Linked DNA regions of Sus scrofa: all the other regions are linked to region 4. Evidence: chromatin contacts called from public Hi-C, promoter capture Hi-C and targeted proximity ligation data. All regions are on one chromosome and are shown on one strand. The core of a region is the stretch at or near the end of the contact, and the rest is flanking DNA. Distances in the headings are between cores, read along the strand shown.

Region 1 (4,544 bases), core at 601-3,100, 510 kb before region 4:
TCCTAGCACAAGGTTCAAAGCCAGCAGCAAAACAAAACAAATGGGGGGGGGAGCAAGAGTCAATTTTCAAGCTTTATTTTGAAACTCAAAGGCCCAAAGAGTAAACCTCAGTTGCAAAAACTGAAAGACAAGCCTAAAGCCATTTGATTGAAATGATCCACTTCAAGCTTAATGAGAGAACTCACTCCCAACAAAGTCCCCAGGCTTCCCCAACCTTCTACTACCCAATTCACAAAACAATACCAACTCTGGAGAATTTCCAACCTCAGTGGCTTGGAGCAAGAAAGGTCCCAATTTCAACAACTTGTGGGAAAACAAATTATCCTCTGATACATCGCCTGACTCCTCAATTCCTTATGAGGCCCACCTATTAACACTGACTCTCATCTTTAGGAAGAACAAGGAGGAAAGTGATTACAGCTAAAGGAGGCACTTTGTTTCCATCACTTCCTTTATGAGTCCGGAATTATCCTCCAAATTCTAACTTCACTCTTCCCTTTACCTAGCACACAGTGAAAACAAAATATCCACTGGGATGGCATCCACTCAAACATTTACATTTCTTGAGGGAATATTTTTTATATATGGATACCGACCCTCCCTCCTAGAACTTAAACAGCAAAAGAAGGGTCTGTAAACTATAGCACTCATTTAATTAGCATGGCTGTCTAAATGCAGTCCTGTGTTTTCTGTTCCCTTCTCAGACTTGCAGAACCTCTACTTTAGCATAGAGACCTCCAACATAGTGTGGCTGTTTCCCTATTCTGGCATTGCTTATTAAAACTAGAAAAATCCTTTACTCCTTCCACGCTCAAATGGTACCAGCCTCCCCATTTTCCCTTCTTTTTGTAACCAGGAAAAACAAGGGAGCAGTAAGCTAGGGAGCTTTTGGAAAGCAAATCCAGTTGAACCCTCATCCAACCCCAAATCTCCAAACTCACATGACCATTCCCTTCTGCCCTTCCCACTCTAGTAAAAAGCCAAAGGCCTGGCAATTAGAATTGGCTTCAACTGATGCTGCTTAACTCTGCTCTCTTCTTTCCACAAGGGAAAGGGAAACCCTGAACCTCTATCGCCCGTGCAGCTCCACTATCCCATCTCCCATCCTAGTCCCCTTCCTCCTAAACTTTCCTAGTCTCTCACTTTCTCCATTCCCTCGTCACACCGACACACTCTCCACTGCCCTAACCTCCGTTCTCTCCTCTTCCACCCAAATTCTCCCCTAGGCCCTTCCCCCTCCCACCTCCAATTTAACACTTTCAGAACCTCCCCCCAGACGTCTTAAATCCAATCCTCACCTTTTCCTAGCTCTCCACAACGCCCCTCGCAAGAGTCCAGTCCTTTTTCCAACCACATGCCACAAGCCCCCTTCCCCTTCACACCCTCAGCCTCTCCCTCCCACTCCCACCCCCTCAGCTCGGCGGGATCCCTGCCCTACTCCCCACCTTGGCCTCCCTAATACCCCTAGCCTGGCCCAGTCTCGGCCCTTGTTTACGCCCCTCCCCTGCCCAACTCCTCCGCCTCGACCCTGCCCTCTCCCACAGTTGCCACCTCCCCCGCACGCCCCCCTCGGCCGCTCCCCTCCCCCACCTTGCAGCGTCCCGTCACCTCCCTCTCCTGAGGTTCTCAGGCTGGACGTCGCTACCGCCTCCCCCTCCACTTTCCTTCCCCAAGCCCTTTGCGGCCCCGCCCGGCCCCGCCCCGTCCCGCTCGACTCCCCCTCCCCACCCCGGCCGCCCCGCCGCCTCACTCTCGGCTCAGGCTCGGCGCCGCCATGTTGGATCCATCCGCGCCGCTCTCCCGGGCCTGTCTCACGGCGCCGCATCCGGGCTCCAGCCGCCGCCGCCGCCGCCCGCGGGCGTGGGGGAGGGGAGAGGCGGGCGGGGGTGGCTGCATCCTGAACAGCGCCTCCCGGAACCTGGCCGGTTAGTGACGGCTTCGAGACCATAGCGAGGCATGAGCCGAAGTAGCCATGCTAGGTGAGGGCAGCCTGGCAGCGGCATTAAACGGGGAGTGGACAGCTTCACTTTGGTAGCGGAGAATAGAGATTGGCAGCCATCTTGCTTTGGGGCAACCTGGCAACGCAAGTTTTTCTTCGAGGCAGCTTCGGGGGCCGTAGTAACGCGTGAGAGAGGGTTGCATTCTTGAGTGTGGGAACGTTGGTGGGGCCAGAGCTGGCTGGTGTCGACTTCAAGACCAACTGAAAGACTGCGACTGGCAGCCATGACGCAAAAGGGCGGAATATTACGGGGGTCGGATTGCCCTGCGAACTTGGGGGAAGGTTCCCATGATCTGGATTTGACCTTTGCTCTGAGCTTCCTGGTAACCCGGACGTTCCGTAAACTTGAGTCCGGAACCGAAAGCGCTGCTCAAATGCCTTCTCGGATTTCACTTTTTGAGCCTTTGCCTTCTGAGCACTCAGAAGGAAGTGCTGCCTGAGCTCAGTGCTGACTGTTGAATTGAGGGTGGGGTGCCAGGTACCTTCTGGAGCTGCCAGCAGCCTGACACGGTCAAAAGAGAGGTAATAGACTGTGAGGTTGGGAGGGGCCACTTTATTCGAGGTCTTGTCAATTAGTTTATTTTATCCTATGGGAAATAGATAGATTTCGAAGAATCTTAGCAGAGGTGTGAACAAATATATTTGCGTTTGGGAAAGATCATTGCTTGCAACGGGGAGAATGGATAAGAGGGGATGAAATTGGAGCAAGAATAATTGGAAAGATTTTATCCAACTAAGAGACTATAGTGGTCTGTCCTAGCAAGGGGGCGTGTAGATGGGAAAAAAGTTTATCGGAAATGGGTGCGAAGCTGAGGGAGGAATCCAAGATATTTCCCAGGGTTCTGATTTTAATAACTGGAGAATAATGATGCCATTTGAAATAGAATTTGGGGGGGGTCATGAGTTTTAGGTGCCTGTGGGAAATCCATTGGACAATGGAACACTAGATAATGTGGGTGGGAACCCAAAAGGAACGTGGGGAGTGGGGGGTGCGCCCCAGCATGTGAATATAGAAGGTTGTTGAAGTCATGGAAGTGGATAAGATGGCCTAGAAAGAAGAATAGCTGCATTTAAGAGATGAGATAAGGGAAAGGAGCCGAAAAGACTGAGAAGGAACAAATAGAAGAGAAAGAAGAAACCAGGAGCAAAGTATCAAGGAAACTGGTCAGTGTTAAACATAACAGATCAGGTAAGATGTGGACTAAAATGTGTCCATTGGATTTTGCAACAACTAAGTCACTTAGTAATTTTGGAGAAAGCTGTTTCAGAGATGCGGTGGGGTAAAAACAAGATTGAGGTAAACTGAGTAATTGGAAAGGCACAATGTATAACACATTTTTCCAGGTGTTGACTGTAAAAAGAGGCTAGCAGTAGGATATAGCATGAGAGGGAATTCCAAAGAAAGGGAGTTTTAGTTACCTGTGGGATAGCCAGATGGAGATGTCTAAATGGAATATACAAATCTAAAACAGGAGAAAATTAAGTGGAAAAAGGCAAGTATAGAAGAATGCAAATGGCATATTTTCACAAACATTAAAAAATTAATCTTGAAGAGTGGGCCTGGGAGGGATGAAACATACTTTTTATTTTAAATCCATCTTTACTGTTTGAATTTGTTTTACTGGGTACATAAGTTATTTTTTTCCAGCTTTATTGAGATGTAATTGACATATAACATTGTGTGAGCTTAAGGTGTACAATGTGTTTTGATATACATATGTATCACAAAATAACTGTTACAATAAGCTAACACATCAGTTACCTCACGTGGTTACCATTGTGTGTGTGTACATTTATTACTTTTATAGAATACTACCTTTTTTTTTCTCTCCTTTTTAGGGCTGCACCTTTGGCTTATGGAAGTTCCCAGCCTAGAAGTTGAATCAGCGCTACCAGCCACAGCCACAGTCGCGCCAGATCTGAGGCGAATCTGTGACCTACACCACAGCTCACGGCAATGCCAGATCCTTAACCCTCTGATCGAGGCCGGGGATCAGACCCACGTCCTCATGAATACTAGTACGGTTCATAACCCACCGAGCCACAACGGAAACTCCCAGAAAACTACTTTTTGATAGAGAACAAGGCCCTGGTGTATAGCACATGGAGCTATATCCAATCTCCTGGGATAGACCATGATGGAAAATAATATAAAAAAAGGAGAAAGTGGAGTTCCTGTTGTGGCTCAGTGATTAACGAATCCGATTAGGAACCATGAGGTTGTGGGTTCAATCCCTGGCCTTGCTCAGGGGGTTAAGGATCTGGCATTGCTGTGAGCTGTGGTGTAGGTCGCAGATGCGGCTCGGATCCCATGTTGCTGTGGCCCTGGTGTAGGCCAGCAGCTACAGCTCCAATTAGATCCCTAGCTTGGGAACCTCCATATGCCAAGGGAGGCAGCCCTAGAAAAGGCAAAAAGACAAAAAAAAAAAAAGAGAAAGTATGACTGAGTCACTTTGCTGTACAGCAGAAATTGGCACAACATTGTAAATCAACTATACTTTAGTAAAAGGAAAACGAAAACTTTTTTAAAACTCCAGTTATATAT
Region 2 (5,051 bases), core at 842-3,341, 280 kb after region 4:
TCAGGAGGCTCAGGTTTCAGGAGAGCTTTTGTTGACGGTCCTCCAGAGCCCCAGTGTGATGGATTTTTATGTCTTTTTGATTTGGGGGTCAGTGTGAGGTTATTGGTGGATATAGGGCATGGATTAGCATAATTTAAAAATTTTTTAAATTCAAAGTACAGTTGATTTACAATTTTGTGCCAATTTCTGCTGTACCGCAAACTGACTCAGTTATACAAATACATTCTTTTTTATATTCTTTTCCATCATGGTCTATCCGGGGAGATTGGATACAGTTCCCTGTGCTATTCAGTAGGACCTTGCTGTTTACCCATTCTAAATAAGCATAATTATTAAAGGAAGGGTGAGGAGATTAGTGTTTGATAAATGCCAAAGTGGAGCTGGTCATTCTTTCTACAGGAAGGAGACAAGGACCACAGCTCAAGGGCTTAGTGGAGGTGCAGGCAGCACCGTAGGGCTCTTTCCCAACCATTCTTCATCATTAGGATTATGGTGACACCCACCACACAATCATCATGTTGGCTCTGGAAGTCATGAAATAAACACTCTAGAAAGAACTGTCTTTTACAGTCGTGAGATCTGGGCTGACGATTTTCAGAAGACCTGGCTCTACCCGTCTCTAGGGCTCTTACTGCTCCAAGCTTTAGAGTCCTTATCTATAGAATGGGAATAAGGGTTTGAGAGGATTGACTCAAATAAAACAAGTGAAAGTTCTTTGTAAAAGGATGTGTTACAGATCCTGTCCCTATCAGCTGTCACTCTCCCCACCCTACCCCCACCATCTGCCAGACCTGCATTTCCATTTTACCTCCCCAATATGGGAGGACTCATCATCATCAGTCCCTCTGTTTGGGGGTCACCTCATATTCATCACACTTGTGGCTGTTCTGACTTCTCCCTGGGTGTCTCACTCTGTGTCACGAAATATCTCTTCGTGGGGTTATGCCATCTGCCTCCTGTCCAATATGCCCGCCTGTTTTCACATTCCAATTCTGACAAACAGCCACACAGACAGGATTTGGCCATATTTTCCACAACCCTTGAACCAAAAAGTTTAGATTTTTTTTCTTCTTTCTTTCTTCTCAGGGAGTTGTATGGTGTCTTTCCTCCTTTCTACTGGTTCTGTAACCTTGAAAGACCCTTTGAGAGTGGAACTCATGTCCCTTCACTTCAGAAAATAATTCTGATAAATGAAAAACAAATGCTCTCCCCTTTGGTAATGGAGAGAGACCGCTGCCTCTGAACACTTCAGAGAGGACCATCTCAAGGCTCGTGACATCCCCAGGGCAAGAGGAGTGGACATGGGACTCGCAGCCTACCTGAGACAGAACGTTTTCCTGGTTGTCCGCTTCGTTTTGCAGAGTCTCGTCCTCCGTGGGTGCCACCGTCCGCACATCTGGGGGTTCAGTCGCCCCAGTGGAGGGAGTGCTGTGCCCCCAGCCCAAAGCCATAACTAGAGACAAGCAGAGAACTAGCAGAAGAGACTTGGCCATGAGGGACGCTACAGAAGGAGCTTTACCCCTTCAGAGAATGGCTGTGGTCCGGTGGGGCGGGTGGAGGTTTGGGGCGAGGGGCGGTGGGGGCTCTCAGCAAGGACTGAAGCGAGAGGGTGTCTTGGCTGGAGCCGGTGAGGGGCTGCTCAGAGTGCCTTCTAAAGCTGGGTGCTGCTGAGTGGGGCAGGAGCGTGCACCCCAGAGACTCTGATCATCTCCTTTCCAACAGGATCAGCCGGGACCGAGATCAGCTTGGACCTGGACCGCGGCCGCGATAGAGAGTGGGGCTCAGAGTAGAAAGAGGTGATCGGGAAGGTGGAGGTGGCACAGCTAGCCGAGTGCGTCGTCCTCTGGAGAGGGCTCAGGTGGAAGGAAGGAGTCTGGGCGGATGCGGGCTGAGTGGTGCGCGCCGAGGCGGGCAGCGGGGATCCCGGGGGCGCAGGGGGACAGCCAGCGGCAGCAGCTGCAAGGGCTGCAGGGCGAGGGCGCAGAGGAGGGCTGGCGCGGAGGGAGGGCGGAGTCTCTATTGTGCCGGGCCTCTGAGATGCAGCCAGTTACGGCGCGGAGGAGGAGGACCGGGAAGCGCCCAGAACTCGCGCAGAGGGGCGCTCGGCCGACCCCGCCCCCAACTCGACCTCAGCTGCTGCGCACGCCCTCCGCGGGTGACGTCGGAAGGGCGCCCCATTCCTTTCATTGGACCGCAAATGATGAAGGGAGAAAGGTTACCCTGAGTAAGGGTCCCTGAAATGTGGGAAACCCTTGTGCCCATTCTCCCCAAGAGGAGCAGGTTTCCTTTGGGTTGGGAGGTAGGCAGCCAGCACTCTCTCCAAGCCCGAGCCAGTATGGATGGATCCTCAACATCCTCCGTTTTTGCACCTGGAGGAAAGAGGGAGCGTTTGCTCTTGGACGTTTCACCCCACCCCACCGCCCCCACCCCCGACTGTGGGTAAGATATTTAGCATCTTTGAACTTAGCGCCTTTTCTAGTTTGCTTGTCTGCCTCCGCTTTAGAACCTGGTAATACCTCCACCCAGAGGATGACTATTGAACTCCCTGCTGGAGTGTGTCCTACATAGCTATAATGTAAAAAATAAAAATCAGTATAAAAAAATAAATTGATTGCTGTGGCTAGGGCTTCCAGTACTATGTTGAATAACAGTGGTGAGAGTGGACATCCAGATTTTAGTGGGAAGGCTTTCAGCTTTTCTCCATTGAGTGTTATATTGGCTGTGGGTTTGTCATAAATGGCTTTGATTATGCTAAGGTATGTTCCCTCTATACCCACTTGGGTAAGAGTTTTTTTTTTTATCATGAATGGATGTTGGACTTTGTCAAATGCTTTTTTTTCTGAATCTATTGAGATGATCATGTGGTTTTTGACTTTTGTTAAGGTGCTGTATGACGTTGATTGATTTGCGTATGTTGATTCATCCTTGTGCACCTGGGATGAATCCCACCTGGTCGTGGTGTATGATCTTTTTGATATGTTGTTGGATTCCGATGGCCAAAATTTTGTTGAGAATTTTTGTGTCTATATTCATCAAAGCTATTGGCCTATAGTTTTCTTTTTTGGTGGTATCTTTGTCTGGTTTTGGAATTAGGATGACGGTGGCATCATAGAATGTCTTTGGGAACGTTCCTTCTTCAACTTTTTGAAAAAGTTTAAAGAGGATGGGTATAAGTTCCTCTTTGTATGTTGGGTAGAATTCACCTGTGAAGCCATCTGGTCCTGGACTTTTATTTGTAGGGAGTGTTTTTATGACATTCAATTTAATTTCTAGTGATCAATCTGTTCAGTTGATCTGTTTCTTCTTGATTCAGTTTTGGCAGGCTCTAAGTCTCTAGAAAGTTGTCCATTTCTTCCAGGTTGTCAAATTCGTTGGCATACAATTGTTCATAGCATTCTCTCATGGTTTTTTGTATTTCTGTAGTATCCATTGTGATTCTCCTTTTTCATTTCTGATTTTGTTTATTTGCATTTTTTCTCTCCTCTTCTTGGTGAGTCTAGCCAGAGGTTTGTCAATTTTGTTTATGTTTTCAAAGAACCAGCTCTTGGTTTTATTGATTTCTTCAATTGTTTTTTAATCTCTATTTTATTTATTTCCTCTTTGATCTTTATGATTTCCTTCCTTCTGCTGACTTTAGGTTTTGTTTGTTCTTCTTTTTCTAATTCATTTAGGTGTTGGGTTAAGTTGTCAATTTGAGATTTTTCTTCTTTTTTGAGGAAGGCCTGTATTGCTATGAATTTCCTTTTGAGCACTGCTTTTGCGGCATCCCATAGATTTTGAGTAGATGTGTCTTCATTATCATTTGTCTCGAGGTATTTTTTAATTCCCTTCTTGATTTCCTTATTGGCCTGTTGGTTTTTTAGTAGCATGTTGTTTAGTCTCCATGTAGTAAGTTTTTTCTCATTTCTTTTCCTGTGGTTGATTTCTGGTTTCATGCCATTATGGTCAGAGAAGATACTTGAAATAATTTCTATATTCTTAAATTTGTTGAGTTTAGCTTTGTGCCCCAGTATGTGATCACAATCCCACTCTTGGGCATATATCTGGACAAAACTTTTCTTAAAAAAGACACATGCACCTGCATGTTCATTGCAGCTCTATTCACAATAGCCAAGACATAGAAACAACCCAAGTGTCCATCAACAGACGATTGGATTAGGAAGATTTGGTATATATACACAATGGAATACTACTAAGTCATAAAAAGAATAAAACAATGCCATTTGCAGCAACATGGATGGAACTAGAGACTCTCATACTCAGTGAAGTAAGTCAGAAAGAGAAAGACAAATACCATATGATATCACTTATATCTGGAATCTAATATAAGGCACAAATGAACCTTTACACAGAAAAGAAAATCATGGACTTGCAGAATAGACTTGTGGTTGCCAAAGGGGAGGGGGAGGGAATAGGGTGGTTGGGGAGCTTGGGGTGAATAGATACAAACTATTGCCTTTGGAATGGATTAGCAATGAGATCCTGCTGTGTAGCACTGGGAACTATGTCTAGTCACTTATGATGGAGCATGATAATGTGAGAAAAAAGAATGTATATATGTATGTGTAACTGGGTCACCATGCTGTTCAGTAGAAAAAAAATTGTATTGGGGAAATAACTATTTAAAAAATAAATTGTGTAATTATCAAATACAAAGAGTTAATCTCTGACACTCAATTAATCTCTGACACTCTAATGGGGGAAGTTCCTGGTGGAGAAGCAAATGACTGTCCAAGGGAACAGCTTACTATCTTCATGGTTTGGGACAAGTCTCAGATCTCTGTCACTAATGATCACTAAGAGGGCATCCACTTTTAACAGTGTGAGATTATATTACAATATCCCTTAGTGTCCCTTCTATAACCCTACTGTGAAGATTAACAATGTGTAAATTTAAGGAAAGGCACTGTGCCTTCTGGGACAACTGCCACCCTGGAAATACAGAACAGAGCTAGACCTCTTTGAAGATGCGAAGGGTGTATGCTTCTTTGGGAAATTCAAACACCTGCCTTTTGTGTTAAAGAATAAGGAATAAACTAAGGAGACTTCAG
Region 3 (4,905 bases), core at 740-3,239, 470 kb before region 4:
TCCCACCTTCCAATTACATGATCCTCCTGTTCCAGGACCCACTCCTGCCATCCTATGCCTGTCCAAGCCTCCCCATCCCCACACCTTGGTCCTCTCTTTGCTTCAGCCTTGCTTCTGCACTCACCTAAGAGAGGGGATCGTTCTGGACAGTAGGGCAGACCTTGAGGTGCTGGAGGGCCCCCTGGGGCAACAGGGGCCCCATGCAGGTGACTGAGGTTACTGTAGACATCATGGGGATGAGAATAGTCAAAAGTTGGCTCCTGCTCTCGGCCAAATAGGGCACTCAGGCTTCGGAAGCCTCCCAGCGACAGGTACATCATGACGGCCAGCTGGGAGCCCACAAGCAGGGCCAGTGTGCAGGGCCGCTCCAGCAGCCTCCGCAACATCCTGGGTTGAGGTCTGGAGAGAGGGGAGAGTTCCAGGGCAAGCAGGAAAAGAGCAAGCCAGCAGAGAAATCATCGGGTAGGCATAAAGGTGGTGCCAGGGGTAAAGAGGAAAAAGAGGCAAAAAACAAAGTCACAGAAGGAAGCACACAAGTGTATGGAAAGAAATAGTATGTAACCACCAGCAGCCCTACCACCTGTTACTTCCAGCCCCAGTTTCACTTTCCTCCACCCCTTCCTCAAGCCACTCCTACCACCAACTCTCAGTCCCCACCCCCAAGAATGCTTACCTCATTCGTGTCCCAAAGCCATTTCAGAAGACTCTCTGGAGAACCTCCCTTCCAATTTAGAGAGGGGAGAGATAGACTCACCTAGGTTCAAGCGGTCTTCTTCGGGATCATTGGGGCTCCAGGGGGTCCCGGGGGAGCAGAGATGTGAGGCATTATATAAAATTGGAAATATCACAGAGGACAGAGAAAGGCTCCATCCAGCACTCCAACAGCGATCTTGGGACCAGCTGGAACAGAAGTGGTCAAGGATAGCCAGCCACCCGCAGAGCGGCAGAGATCAGGATCTGGGTGAAGCCGGTTTCCCAGCTGGGGAAGCGAGAGAAGGTAGTTGGAGAGAAAAGGGGAGGAGCAGGGGATGCTAGGTTCGCGGCCTCTCCAGCGGTAACCCTATGGTGTGTCAGATTCACTCCTTACTTAACCATCCCCCATCCCAACAGGACCAACCAGTTTGGGGAGTGGGGACAGGGCAGCTATTGGAGACATTACTTTCACTAGGGGGTGAGGCAGTTATAACAGGACTGTGGAATGGTCTCAAGAGAACCCAGGGAGGCGGAGGAAACTCGCTCCTTTCCGTTCTCCACGTTTCTGGGAGCTAGCTCCGCAGGTGCAGGGAGCGTGACCACCTGGGAGCTGCAAGCAAACAACCCCGGAGCGCGGCGGCGAGTAGGATGGGGGTGGCGTCCTCTACCTTCTCCTACATTTACCGGGTCCTAGCGGGGGTGGGGATCAGGATTACGGGTGAAATGAGACAAGGAGAGGGAGGGCTGGGCAGAACCTGTCAGAGGTACCTGGGCTAGATCACCGAGAGGGGCGTGGTCAGTGCTCTACGGAAGGTTACAGTTGCCTTCTCTCGGGGCACCCTCATCCCACCCCAACCTCCCCTTGTGTTTGCGCTACCTTGCAATGTGAGCCCACCGGCCTCGGTCCACACTTGCACCCAGGTTCCCTCCCTGCTCAAGATTGTCTCCAGCCATTATCCAAAACTTCTCACCTTCCCAATCTCCCGAAGCTTTCTCTCGGGCCTCTCACCCCACCATCCCCCAGCCCACCTACCTGGCTTTCTGCTTCCCGTCGTCACTGCCACCCCGACAGCCGGGCAAGAATCGCTGGAGCCATCTTGGAAGCGGGCGCTGCGGGGGCTGGACCTCGCGTCACGGGGCGGGGCCTCGGGTGGAGCCGCCCAGGCGGGCGGATCGCTGGGTCTGTGGACAGCGCGGCCGGAATGAGGCTCGCCAAGGGCTCGACCCCATAGGAACGCGGGCACTTATCCCCACCCGACCGACTCCTAGTGGAGTTCTGTTCTCTACCCCTCAGACTTGTTAAAACATCAGGTCAAACCAGGACCTTCCTCGGGCCGTGACTGACCGACAGGCTGATACATCCGAAGACCTATTCCCCCTTGCTGGACTGAACGCCTTTCCCAGTGTGTCTTCCTCCGCAACGTACTGCCGCTTACTGTCAAAATTGTTTCTCTCTCAGGGTACAATGTTGCAGACTGCTCTGCTCTGGCGCATTTTTGTATCCCCAAGATGTCCCGCAGGCCTTGAAATAGAAGTGGTTAATAAAACAAGGAAATATCGAGTGTGAATGGAAGGGCCTCGTCTGCTTTAATGTAAAAATATTTCCCCATGTATTAGACTAAAATGCACGCTCCACTGATAAGCAATAATGTTTATCTTGTGGTTTCTACTACTCCCTTAGCATACTGTGCTCCTGAGAAGGAGATGTTCACACTGAGGCAACTTGAATATCTCAGTGTCTGCCTCAAAAATCTCGTGGTCTTGTGTGTGGGGGGGGAGTGTAATCAGTATTGTGTGATAAATGTGATAGTCCAGAAGTTGCACCTCATTCACAAGTCGAGGTTTGGGAAAGATTTCCCAGAAGAAGTGATGGCTAATGGGAGACCTGAAGGACTGGTTTATAGCACATCCTTCTGCTTTGTAAGATTTTGTTTCCATGCAGCTGTTTTGTAACTGTGTAGGTACACATGCAAATTCTGTCCTGTCTGATAGAGGTTCATTTGCAGCAGTTATAACATCTGCTAGTTTCCTCATGAGTTAAATAAAATCTTTAACAGGTGTTCGTTTTTACATGTGGATTGAAAAGCTCTCTCCCTGATCAAACTTAGGCTCCTCTGAGCCCTCTTTTCCAACAGACCTCATCCTTAGGCCTATAGCCATTTGTAGCAAGAATCTTACTAAGTCAGTTTAGCAAAAATCTCCTCACCCTTGACTTTGTGATCATCCTGACCTGCCTTTAGCAAGAATTCTAAGTGGGTTTGGTAAGAATCTCCCTACCCTTGATGTATTTTTCCATCCACTGATTCATTCTGCTCCTTGGCTATAAATATCCACTTGCCCTTAATGTATTGGAGTTGAATTCAGTCTCTCTTTGATTGAGATAGTCTTGGCACCTATTGCAAGAGTCCTGAATAAAGTTCTCCTTACCATTTTAACAAGTGTCAGAATAATTTTTTCTTTAACAGGGGAAAGCCATAATTTTACCCTTTTCTGAAAACTTTCTTTTGACAGATGAATAGTGTTCTAGATAGAGGAAACCATAGTGCAAAAGTCTGGAAATGAGAAAGAAATTAGGGAGCTGGGAAAATTAAAAAATGAATCGGTAAGACTAAAGAATGGAGTGAGGGGAATGATGAGCCACGAGACTGAAGAGGTAAATAGGTGCTGGATAATGAAAGACTCCATAAACCATATTAAAAGAGACTGGGTTTTATCCTGAGGGTAAGAGGTTGGCATTAAAGCCCTCTAAACAGAGAGTGCTAGAATGAGAACTTTAGGATGTTTACTCTGGTGGAAACACAGAGCATCATTGGAATGGTCAAGACTGGATGCAGGGATCTGTTTAGGGCGTTACTATAGAAATCCAGGAATAAGGAGTTCCCATCGTGGCTCAGTGGTTAACGAATCCAACAAGGAACCATGAGATTGTGGGTTCGATCCCTGGCCTTGCTCAGTGAGTTAAGGATCCGGCGTTGCCGTGAGCTGTGGTGTAGGTTGCAGTCGCAGCTCGGATCCCAAGTTGCTGTGGCTCTGGCACAGGCTGGCAGCTACAGCTCCGATTGGACCCCTAGCCTGGGAACCTCCATATACTGTGGGAGCGGCCCTAGAAAAAAAAAGACAAAAAGACAAAAAAAAAAAAAAAAAAAAAAAGAGAGAGAGAAAGAAAGAAATCCAGGAGTGAGACGAAACTCATGCAAAATAAGGTAATATCTGTGGGACTAGAGGGAGGAGGACACCTTCGAGAACTTATAGGAGGCAAACGGGACTTGGTGATTGACCAGATGTGCCAAGTCAGGGAGTTAGAAGACTCCAAGATGACTCCCAAAAATCTAATGTGGACCACTGAGTAGATAGTGACAACATTTAATGAGAAGCAAAACTTAGAAGAGGCACATTCGGAGGAAATGGTAGTGATGACAAATTAAACTTTGGACTTAATGAGTTTGAGATGTTGTGGAGACTCAAAAGCAGATAATACTGGGTTTGAGTACAATGGCAGCTTTGAACCCACTGGCTTTGTGATGTTGAGCAGTGCACTCCCTGGGTTTGATCTGTACAGTGAACCCATCTTAAGGGTTTTTGTGATAATTAGTGAAAACTGGGGGAAAAGGGCCAGCAGACAGCAGATATTCAATACATCTGAATTTTGAGCACAAAGTAGGAGCCAAGAAAAGCCTTGATTTATTATTATTATTATTATTATCATTATTAAGGATCTCACTGTGTAGTGGAAAAGACAGACTTATACAGATAATTGAAATGTGGATGGATTTCCTGTCATGGCACAGCAGAGACAAATCCAACTAGGAACCATGAGGCTGCAGATTTGATCCCTGGCCTTGCTCAGTGGGTTAAGGAACCGGCTTTGCGACATCACCACGAGCCGTGGTGTAGGTCGCAGACTGGGCTCAGTTCTGGTGTTGCTGTGGCTCTGGTATAGGCCAGCAGCTGGGAACCTGGGAACCTCCGTATGCTGTGGGTGTGGCCCTAAAAAGCAAAAAAAAAAAAAAAAAAAGAAAAAGAAAAAGAAAGAAAAGAAAAGAAAAGAAAAGAAAAAGAAATGTGGTTCTCCTAGAAGACCCTTCCTCTGAACCTCTGCTCCTCCATGGTGTTCCATTCTTGTAAAACTGACCTTCACCTTCCATCCCTTTGTCTCTGTCTACTATCTTCTGATAACTCCCCTATGTTCATTTGTAAGCTCACGGATTTCAA
Region 4 (4,904 bases), core at 182-2,681:
ATTAATATAATTTGGCAAACATTAGTACTCCTCCTTCATGACCCAGCATATATCTAAAAGACATTCTTGCATATTTGCACAAGGAGTCCCATACAAGCATATGTTTTATGTAACAGAAGTTGAAATATTCCAAATGTCCATTTAGTAGGGAAATGAAAAAATATATATTCAAGGAAATACCATGTAACAGTTAAAAAACAGTTAAAACTTGAAAATAATGCTGAATGAGAAAAGAGACTTGGAGAACACTAGTATGGTATGTTTATGTAAATTAAAATACCCCCAAACAACACTAACTATGTATATGTATACACACATATTTAAACATGATAAAAATAGAAATAGATTTGAATGATTACCACAAAATTCATAATGGAATTTGTCTATGTGGAGGAAGGGAAATGAAGCAGAGGAAAAAGCAGAGCTCAACTTAATCTGCAATGTTTAATTTTCTTCCTTCCTTCCTCCCTCCCTCCCTTCCTCTCTTTTTTTGCTTTTTAGGGCCCTACGGTGGCATATGGAAGTTCCCAGGCTAGGGGTCAAATCCTACAGCTGCCAGCCCACGACCTACATACACCACAGCTCACAGCAACACCGGATCCTTAATCCACTGAGTAAGGCCAGGGATCGAACCCGGATACTAATCCTAGCTGAGCCACAATGAGAACTCCCTGCAATGTTTGATTTCTTATGAAAAGTCTGAAAGTGGAAAATGTTAATATTTGTTAATTCTTGGTAATAAGTACACAAATGTTTTGTAATTACCTGCACTTCTTGAATAAAATATAATAGTTGCAAAAATTTAAAAAAAAAGGGGGGGGAGCTCTGCCATGGCTCAGCAGAAACGAATCTGACTAGCATCCAGGAGGAGGAAGAGGTTTGATCCCTGGCTCTGCTCAGTGGGTTAAGGATCCTACAATTCGGTGAGCTGCCGTGTAGGTCGCAGATCCCTCTGGGATCTGCGTTGCTGTGGCTGTGGTGTAGGCCAGCAGCTGCAGCTCGGATTCGACCCCTAGCCTGGGAACTTCCATATGCGGCGATGCGGCACTTAAAAAACAAACAAACAAACAAACAAAAAAAGAAAATTTGCTTAAGTTCAGTTATGATAATTTACTTAAAAAAAAAAAGACTAAGGTGTCTGGTGCATATAAAATAGAAGACTCTTGCTAGTTTTATTTTAGTTTTTATGCCAATATTTGAATTTGCAGTTGAGTGAGAATAAAAACTTATAAATTGCACCCGAAATGAAAACCGGTTAGTTAGTTTGTGATAGAAGGAAACACCTTTAATGTCAGGGCATTTCGATAATTCCTTTTTTCCGGAGTTGGGTCCCAGGGATATTTCGTATGCTGCGGATGGTGTAATCAGTAGTAATCAACCAGCCACAAGTAGTTTGGAGGATTCTGGGAAACATTTGTTTTGTTTAGTAACCGAGGGAAAGATTCCACTTGGTCTTAGAGGGATACGTGTTCTTAAGGTAGAGTATATTAAATAGTCAACAGCTGAAATTCTTTAAAATACATTCCATTAAATAGCGTTCTTGAAACTGTCTCATCAGACTCAGTTCAAATTTTCAGTAGAAGTTTCTGATGTATGTGGGATTTTTCTAAACAAAACCGGTTCTTAAGTTTTAGTAATAAAAAGATTGGGAACTTACATTATTGTAGATGTTAGGGTAGTCTGGCTTGGACTGTCACTACCAAGTACGATGCTTTAGAGATGCATATTTAAGGAGATAAGTTTGATCCTAGGGAGTTTATCTTTCATATTTGCTTTGCTTGAATTTGTTTTTTAAAAGTAAGCTTTTTAAAAATCCTAATTCATAGTATTTTTGCTTGTCTCCGATACTGTGCCCGTAGAGAGGCAGCTCTAACGAATGTGGAAAAAGTTGTGTGTTTTTCTTCCCCAAACTTGTGTATAAAGATAATTTTTAAATTGATACCGAGTTATTCGTTAAAAAATTAAACCAAATTTACTTGCTTAGTCTCTAGTTTTGTTCTGATATAGCCACGCTGTGGTCTTAAGGCTATTCAGGGGATAAGCCAAGGCGTTCAGAGTGGGTTTTTCCATCTTTTAATATGATCAGTATATTTTATTTAACCGAAATAGTTTACTTTTTTTTCTATATATTTTTTTTCCTTCAAACGGCGGGACAGAAAATGCCGACAAATTCAAAAGAGAAATATTTGCCCAGAGATTTGGTTAAAATTAGCTTGGTCTCTGACGTCCCCTGTGCCGAAGTAGTTTGTCTTCATTCGGCCACCGTCTCGACAGCGTTTCGGAGTATTTTGTCCGCCTGCTGCCGCCGTCCCAGATATTAGTCACCGAGTTCCAGCGCAGGGGAACGTGTGTTTCGGGGGAGCAGGCTGGCGTTGCCGGCACCATGGAGTCACCTTTTAGTCCGGGACTCCCTCACCGGTCGGATGAAGATTGGGGTGAGTGGGATTTGAGACTGTATCAAGGTGGCTCCGGGTTTCTTCCTCCCTGCTTCCGCGCACTTGTGGTGACAGGTGTGGACAAACCCCGCCGGGGGAGCGAGGGCCATTCGTCGCTTCCGTCTGTGGTCCTGGTAGAGTCTAGCAGAATCTGTCGGTTTCTGCCCTGGCGACAGCGAGCGTAAAATGTTGCCCGATTGGAATTGCTATCGTTTTCCACTGTTTCCTCTGGGAAAGTACCAGGTGATGATATTATGGGGCGAAAACGACGTCATTAGGAACCTTAGGGCAGGATGGCTGTGATCACTCAAAACGCTACAAGCTATTTTCTGTGTGTGGGATGTGTGGGTAGTGCTTGCCGTGGAGTGTTTATACGTGTATGTTTTTGGTTTGAGGGAGAGAATGTGAATCTTCATCTCGAAGCTTCTGCTGTTGATTCAGGCTGATGTCTATGTTGGCAGGGGAGCAAAATACACCACCACATGACCTTAGGTCCCTGATTACCTAGACCTAACGCTTGTAAAGGATACGTATACAATTCCGACCGCTTTCCTGGTACATCTCTGAATTTTCTCGTTTTGTCTGGCTTCGTTGTCAGGAAGAGTTTGGGATGGTATGCAGTGGAAATGAGAGTGGAGAAGCTTTATCATCTAAATGTTTACAAGAAACTTTTATTCCTCTCTTGTTTGCAAGACATAGTACTATATTGTTCTTGGGCTTCGGTGTGAATTTGGGATCGTATACGTCCCTGAATGGGTCCTGTAGTGAATCTGCAGGATTTACCAGCTTTAAAATCCTAGGGGGAACAGAGACTGATCTTCATCATTGCACCAGGGACCATCATTCTCAGTACCAAGAGTGTAATCTCAATTCTATTTGTTGAACTGAAGTCCTCTTTTGATTTTCCAAGGGCAGCCCCACCCCCAGCCCCGGCTGCGCCCGTGGCATGTGGATGTTCCTGGGCTAGGGATGGAACCCACACCAGAGGAGTCACCTGCGCTGTTGTAGTGACAACACCGGATCCTTAACCTACCGCGCCACAGCCAGAGAACTCCAGAACTTCTTTTAAAGTATGTACCGTTAGAAGAGTTCCCATTGTGACCTAGTGGGTTAAGAACCCGATGATGTCTCTATGGGGGTGTGGGTTCGATCCTAGGCCTTGCTCAGAAGGTTAAGGATACAGCGTTGTTGCAAGCTGCGATGTAGGTCTCAGATTCCGCTGGAATCTGGTGTGGCTGTGGAGTGGTGTAGGCCAGCAGCTGCAACTCCTAATCGACCCCTAGCCTGGGGAATGTTCATGAGCCACAGGTGTCAGTAAAAAGAAAAAAAAATACGTATGTACTGTTAGAGATTTATTTCAATCTTTGGATAGATTTTCTATGAGTTGTTGGAAAAATTTTAAACTATCTATCCCAAGTATATTTTCTCAAGCCAAATATAGTAGTAGTTATAGGAACAATTACCATTTATTTAGCACTTTATTTGTGTCAGGTGCCCTGCCAAGCTCTTACAAGCATTATCTTATTTAATCCTCCTAGCATTCCAGTGAGGTATTGTTATTTTATAGATGAGGAAACTGAGGCTGAGAGAGAATGAATAGTCAGGTTTATAGCTAGTGAGTGTCAAAAGCAGGATCAGAACCAGATTTGTCTACCTGCACTTAGTCACTATTTTATATTGCTTTCCTAAATTACTTCTACAAGATTCTTACCAAGATTCCCCATGGTTATTAACAAATCTACTTCAGTATATTAGGTAATTATCTGTTTTCTCAGCTTGTCAACTGTTATATTTTCATGATGTTTTTTAAACGATGTTTTTTAAACTATAATTGTAAGATACTTCCTGATGGTGTTCTGATAGTTGTTAGAGTGAAAAATTAAAGAGGCAGGAGGCTGGAGGGCCGAGACTTCAAGCCAGTTTTATTGACCAGCAAGACTGGCCAGGAGCACTGAGAGAGAATGCAGGCTTTACTTGGTTTAGGGAGCAGTTAGTTATATAGGAAAAGGGGTAGTTTGTATTTTTAGCACATGTTTGTTCTGTGCTAAATCAGTGTTCAAGGGTTAGGGGAAGGCAGTCTCCTTAGGAATGTAGGTAGTGGTTTAGGGTAGGGGTAGAGGGAAGTTGTAAAGAAAGATTGCATGACAAATGACTGTTTAATTGGTCCCCAAGGCAGTTCGTTGGGGGAGGGATCACCCTTCTAGATTGTTAAGTCTGATTAGAGTTTTGGTGATACCTAGCAAGTCTTGTCCGATTCCCCACCTAAGAATACTCAAGCTGCATTTTCCTAACTAAGCTGATCAGTTGACTCCCAGTCTTGTTCTTTAACCGAGCATTTGGTTCTTTGTAGTCAGTTCACTGACTCAAGTCAGGTATCTTGCCCTGCTTCTCCCTGAATATGGCCATTTCCCATGGTTTTTCAAGTTTCTTTTTCCAGACTCTTAGCAGTCTTCTCTTAGTTGAACATTT
Region 5 (4,669 bases), core at 471-2,970, 490 kb before region 4:
GACTGGCTCATCTCATGGCTCTGGGGGTAAGTGTGAAGTATTTGGTATTTGGTATACAGTGAGGGAAGGGGTTTGGTCCTGAGCGGTATAAAAGTAACTGAGAATAAGCAACAAATAAACAGTGTTTTCCTTTGGGCATGTTCTCATAGAATATCTCTAGGAAGTAGCTTCTGAGGGAATAAGAGGCATTGCTTGTTTGGTAGTTATCTAACAGCTATCTTTTTTATTGCAGCTGGGCCCATGGCTGGCAGTGGAAATCCCTGATCTGATTCAGAAGGGAGTGATACAGCATAAAGAGAAATGCAACCAATGAAGTACCGAGCCACTGAGGCAGTACAGAGGGACCTTTGATAGGTTATATTCCTGTTTTCCTGTGCATCATTCTTTTACTCATGTAACTGCTTCCCCCCATACCCCTTCACCTATAATTGTTATTGAGAAGCTGCAGCAGACACTGCTGAAAAAAAAGTACAGTATTGCTACTGAATTTCTGAATTGGGTTACACAGGAAGAGGAAAAACTAGGGCCTTGAAAAACCAAAGGGCAACTAATATCCCTCTCCCAGGTGGAAAAATTTAAGATCCTGGAGGGATAGGTGGTGACTGAAAGTGGGTACATAGTATTTTTGGTTTGGGGTGGTAATTCATCAATAAAAGCTGCTTCCTTCAGTGGCTTGTGGTTCTCTAACTGGTGGCTGTTAATAGAGGGTCAGCAGGCTAAGGGTCAGCAGGCACATGTACAACCATACTTGTTTCAGAGGGAAGGGAAAATGGAGGATGCTCTGGTCTGAAGCTAGGGAATAAAAGTAAATCCTGACTGCTCTCCCTGCTGCTGAGATCTGCTCTTGTCCTTTAGCAGGAAGCCTACAGGATGGCTGAGGACTGCGTTTGCCAAGGCAGCATTCCCCGACTTCCAGGGATCTTCTCATCCCTGTGTGGATACTTCTCCACTGGTCAGTCGATAGACTTGTATTAGGGCCACATGATGGGGGATAGGATTCTGTACTTTTTTTTTTTTTTTTTTTTTTTTTTTTTTTTGTCTTTTTGCCTTTCCTAGGGCCGCTCCGGCAGCATATGGAGCTTCCCAGGCTCGGGGTCTAATCGGAGCTGTAGCCTCCGGCCTACACCACAGCCATAGCAACTCAGGATCCGAGATGCGTCTGCGACCTACATCACAGCTCACTGCAACGCCAGATCCCTAACCCACTGAGCAAGGCCAGGGATCGAACCCACAACCTCATGGTTCCTAGTCGGATTCGTTTCTGATGCACCACGATGGGAACTCCTGGACTCTAGAGAGCTGCTTTGGAGCAATGGCTTAAAGACAACTTGGGGACTTCCCTCCTGGCTCAGCAGAAACAAATCTTACTAGCATCCATGAGGATGCAAGTTGATCCCTGCCTTCCCTCAGTGGGTTAAGTATCCCGCGTTGCTGTGAGCTGAGGTGTAGGTCGAAGACACGGCTGAGATCTGATGTGGCTGTGGCATAGGCCAGCAGCTACAGCTCTGATTCAGCCCTTAGCCTGGGAACCTCCATATGCCCCAGTGCCGCCCTAAAAAAGCAAAAATAAATAAATAAATACATAAATAAATACATAAATAAATGCAATTTGGGGCTGAGCTGGGAACCCAGGAGTCCTAAAGTTGGCTGTGTTTCCATGGTGTCGGTGGCGGAGCCGAGGGGGCGGGTTCACGCAAGCGCCGAGGAAGGAGGTGGGTGGATTCTGAGTGTGGGTGCGCAAGCGCTCTGAGAGACAGTGAAGCCGGCGGCCGGTGCCCGGGCGGGACCAAGAAAGATGGCGGCGGCCCCTGCGGCGGGAGAGACCTGGGCAACAGCTGCGGCTAAAGCTGCAGCCAGGCCCGCGGGGGTGCTGCACGCGGGTAGTAGGGGGTGGCCCTGAGCTGGGGCCTGGCCCCGGCTGGCCTCCCCCGCCGTCTTACCCGGGGACAGGTACGGTCCGGGACATTATGGCGTGGGGGTTGCCGAGGGAAGACTGCTCCCAGACCTGGGAGATCGCCCTCTACAAAGGCAGAGCAGAGGGCCCTGCAGGCCTGGGAGAACTGGGCTGGCGGGACCAGCATCCGTGGATCTTGGAGAATACGCCGCTGGACCCCGTAGCCAATCAGCAGCCTCGGCCTTTCTGCCCTCGAGGGGGGCGGACCCGGTTGATGCTGGCTGTGGTGGGAGAGGTGCAGAGATTAGAGGTCAGGGAGTTGTTCGTCCTCCCTCCTCGCCGCTACCCCTGAGCCCCAATACCACTTTGGAGCTCAGAGGTGGGGGAGGGAGTGATTGACAAGTCACTCTTTTAGTCTGCTTCGTTTGCAGCCTGGAGGGGCTGGAATCTGAGGATGGAATGCAGTCCTTTGGGCTCTTATACTTGCATCCACACCCCTCTTTGACCAGAGGTCCCAAGTGACCCAGGGCGCATCCCACTTGACTAGCTAGGAATGCGGGACCCTCATGAGTATTTAGATTATGAAGACAGCAGAGATAGGAACTATCTGTTGTTGGCTCTCTCATATTCTGCAGGAAGAGAGTGAGGAATGTGGAAAGAGTCAAAGCCCTGGCTTGCTGTATTCATTCATTCGTTCATTTACTCAGTGCATGTTAAGTATTTACTTTATGCCAAACACTATGCTAGGTATTGGGGATACAATGATTGATATGGTGGACATGGTTCCTGACCTCCATGTATGTAGAAGCTGGTATAGTAGGCTAGGTTCCCTCCTTCCTCCCTTTTCAAATGCTGACCCTCTCTTCTCCTCCCAGGTCCAGCCTGTGGTGTCCACAATGCCCCAGGCTTCTGAGCACCGCCTGGGACGGACCCGAGAGCCACCTCTTAATGTCCAGCCCCGAGTGGGATCCAAGCTACCATTTGCTCCCAGGGCCCGAAGCAAGGAGCGCCGAAACCCAGCCCCTGGGCCGAATCCCATGTTAAGACCTCTGCCTCCCAGGCCAGGTCCCCCTGAGGAACGTCTCAAGAAACTGGAGCTGGGACGGGGACGAACCTCAGGCCCTCGTCCCAGAGGCCCACTTCGGGCAGATCATGGAGTTCCCTTGCCTGGCTCACCACCCCCAACTGTGGCTCTGCCTCTCCCATCCAGGACCAACCTAGCCCGTTCCAAGTCTGTGAGCAGTGGGGACTTGCGTCCAATGGGGATTGCCTTGGGAGGGCACCGTGGCACCGGAGAGCTAGGGGCTGCACTGAGCCGCCTGGCTCTCCGGCCTGAGCCACCCACTTTGAGACGCAGCACCTCTCTCCGCCGCCTTGGGGGCTTTCCTGGGCCACCCACCTTGCTCAGCATACGGACAGAGCCCCCTACTTCCCATGGCTCCTTCCACGTGATATCTGCCCGGCCCTCTGAGCCATTCTACTCCGATGACAAGATGGTGAGGACTTGCCAGCACACATGGCCTTCCATGCTCATGTTCCTTCATGCTTCCAGCTTTCTTGCCATCATGTGGCTTTTCTTTCCCCCTTTTTCCCCAGGTTCATTTTTTTAACCCTTTGTTACAGCAGTTTGGACTCTCTCTCCCTTACTTAAGTGCCCTTGAGCCTCATAGACCCTTTTCAGGGTTGTCTGTGACTCTCCAGCAGGGTGTGCCATTTCATTCCCCAAGGAATTAACTCAACCATTTGGAATTCTTTGGGTCCCCAGGCCCTTACTTCCCCTTTCTGTACCTTCTCTCCTAGGATGCTACCTAAGTCTAATTAATCTCTGGAGCTGAAGAGGGGCGGGTTCAGAACATCTGAGCTAATGTGGTTGCCCATTTCCCGAGCTGAGTGAGCTAGGCTGAGTGCAGTTGGAGCCTTCAGGAGAGGGTGCAGGAAGGGGCCACGGGTGCAGGAGGGGGCCTTGGGGGTAGCAAGGTGGGGGTGGGGAGCAGCTGGGCAACCATGCCAGTGCTTGGGGAGTTGCCCCAGGAGCTGCATCGCCGGCTAGCTGGGCAGAGGAGTAAGTGGGCAACAGGTGGGACAGCCATGGCTGAGTCCGTGGTACACTCAGCTGTGATGGGCTTACTACTCATGGCCAGTGAGGTAGGGAGACCCCAATACCCAGTGAGGGAAAGAGTGTAGCGTTTGGGGGTGAAGGATGGGGTGGGGGAGGCAGTGGACAGCATGCTGTCAAAAGGATTAAAGTGCCAGGTGGGATGTATGGGAACCTGCTGACTGATCTCTGACCTTCCAGGCTCATCACACGTTGCTTCTGGGCTCTGGTCACGTTGGCCTCCGAAATCTGGGGAACACGGTGAGAGCCATTCTCCTGTCCTTCCTAATGGGAATGTGAACTGGTACTGGGGACAGGCATGGGGAAGGAGGGCACTGAAGTTCTCCCAGGGCTTCCTAGGCACTGGTTTGGAGAGATAATGGCAATGTCTCTGCTGCTCCCCAGTGCTTCCTGAATGCTGTGCTACAGTGTTTGAGCAGCACTCGGCCTCTTCGGGACTTCTGTCTGCGAAGGGACTTCCGGCAAGAGGTTCCTGGAGGGGGCCGAGCCCAAGAGCTTACTGAAGGTGGGGCAACAACTCCTGCTTCCTCCTTTCAAATCCTCTTTTTCCCAACCCATTGTAGGTCCATCTGCCAGTGTTGGTGGCCCCAACCCTGAAAGCCAGCAGTTTTGTCTTTTTCACAGTGCCTGCTTTCCTAGAGTTGTTTTCCACCCTCTTG

What was found. Promoter capture Hi-C pulls out the DNA fragments that hold promoters and counts their contacts. A called contact is a pair of places that touch in the nucleus more often than the background predicts.
Region 1: a promoter capture Hi-C map of liver shows a contact between it and region 4, with 4 times the contacts expected there. A contact is called at or near these places in 1 of 5 promoter capture datasets (liver) and 2 of 2 datasets of targeted methods (alveolar macrophages and skeletal muscle).
Region 2: a contact with region 4 is called in a targeted proximity ligation map of skeletal muscle, with 4 times the contacts expected there. A contact is called at or near these places in 1 of 5 promoter capture datasets (fetal skeletal muscle) and 1 of 2 datasets of targeted methods (skeletal muscle).
Region 3: a contact with region 4 is called in a Hi-C map of skeletal muscle, with 4 times the contacts expected there. A contact is called at or near these places in 2 of 5 promoter capture datasets (fetal skeletal muscle and liver), 3 of 47 Hi-C or Micro-C datasets (liver and skeletal muscle) and 2 of 2 datasets of targeted methods (alveolar macrophages and skeletal muscle).
Region 5: a promoter capture Hi-C map of fetal liver shows a contact between it and region 4, with 2.6 times the contacts expected there. A contact is called at or near these places in 2 of 5 promoter capture datasets (fetal liver and liver) and 1 of 2 datasets of targeted methods (alveolar macrophages).

The regions. Positions count from the first base shown.
Region 1 is chr4:89,308,637-89,313,180 of Sscrofa11.1, reverse strand. UFC1 (ubiquitin-fold modifier-conjugating enzyme 1) reads left to right here and starts at 1,850. Exons shown (of 7, transcript XM_003125655.4): 1 at 1,850-1,979. DEDD (death effector domain-containing protein) reads right to left here and starts at 1,873. Exons shown (of 6, transcript XM_003355092.4): 1 at 1,751-1,873; 2 at 1-2.
Region 2 is chr4:88,519,211-88,524,261 of Sscrofa11.1, reverse strand. OLFML2B (olfactomedin-like protein 2B) reads right to left here and starts at 2,091. Exons shown (of 8, transcript XM_001924407.5): 1 at 1,320-2,091. The coding sequence starts at 1,493. It overlaps LOC110260305 (a long non-coding RNA gene), which reads left to right and starts at 2,219. Exons shown (of 5, transcript XR_002343374.1): 1 at 2,219-2,439.
Region 3 is chr4:89,275,340-89,280,244 of Sscrofa11.1, reverse strand. It overlaps B4GALT3 (beta-1,4-galactosyltransferase 3), which reads right to left and starts at 1,989. Exons shown (of 8, transcript XM_001927348.4): 1 at 1,727-1,989; 2 at 755-979; 3 at 125-399. The coding sequence starts at 386. PPOX (protoporphyrinogen oxidase) reads left to right here. Exons shown (of 13, transcript XR_002343378.1): 13 at 1,988-2,261.
Region 4 is chr4:88,802,683-88,807,586 of Sscrofa11.1, reverse strand. It overlaps ATF6 (cyclic AMP-dependent transcription factor ATF-6 alpha), which reads left to right and starts at 1,431. Exons shown (of 17, transcript XM_021089515.1): 1 at 1,431-1,477. It overlaps LOC110260306 (a long non-coding RNA gene), which reads right to left and starts at 1,397. Exons shown (of 2, transcript XR_002343375.1): 1 at 1,284-1,397.
Region 5 is chr4:89,292,283-89,296,951 of Sscrofa11.1, reverse strand. USP21 (ubiquitin carboxyl-terminal hydrolase 21) reads left to right here and starts at 1,720. Exons shown (of 13, transcript XM_001927782.6): 1 at 1,720-1,950; 2 at 2,770-3,390; 3 at 4,191-4,250; 4 at 4,395-4,515. The coding sequence starts at 2,791. It overlaps UFC1 (ubiquitin-fold modifier-conjugating enzyme 1), which reads left to right. Exons shown (of 7, transcript XM_003125655.4): 6 at 1-26; 7 at 233-668. The coding sequence ends at 313.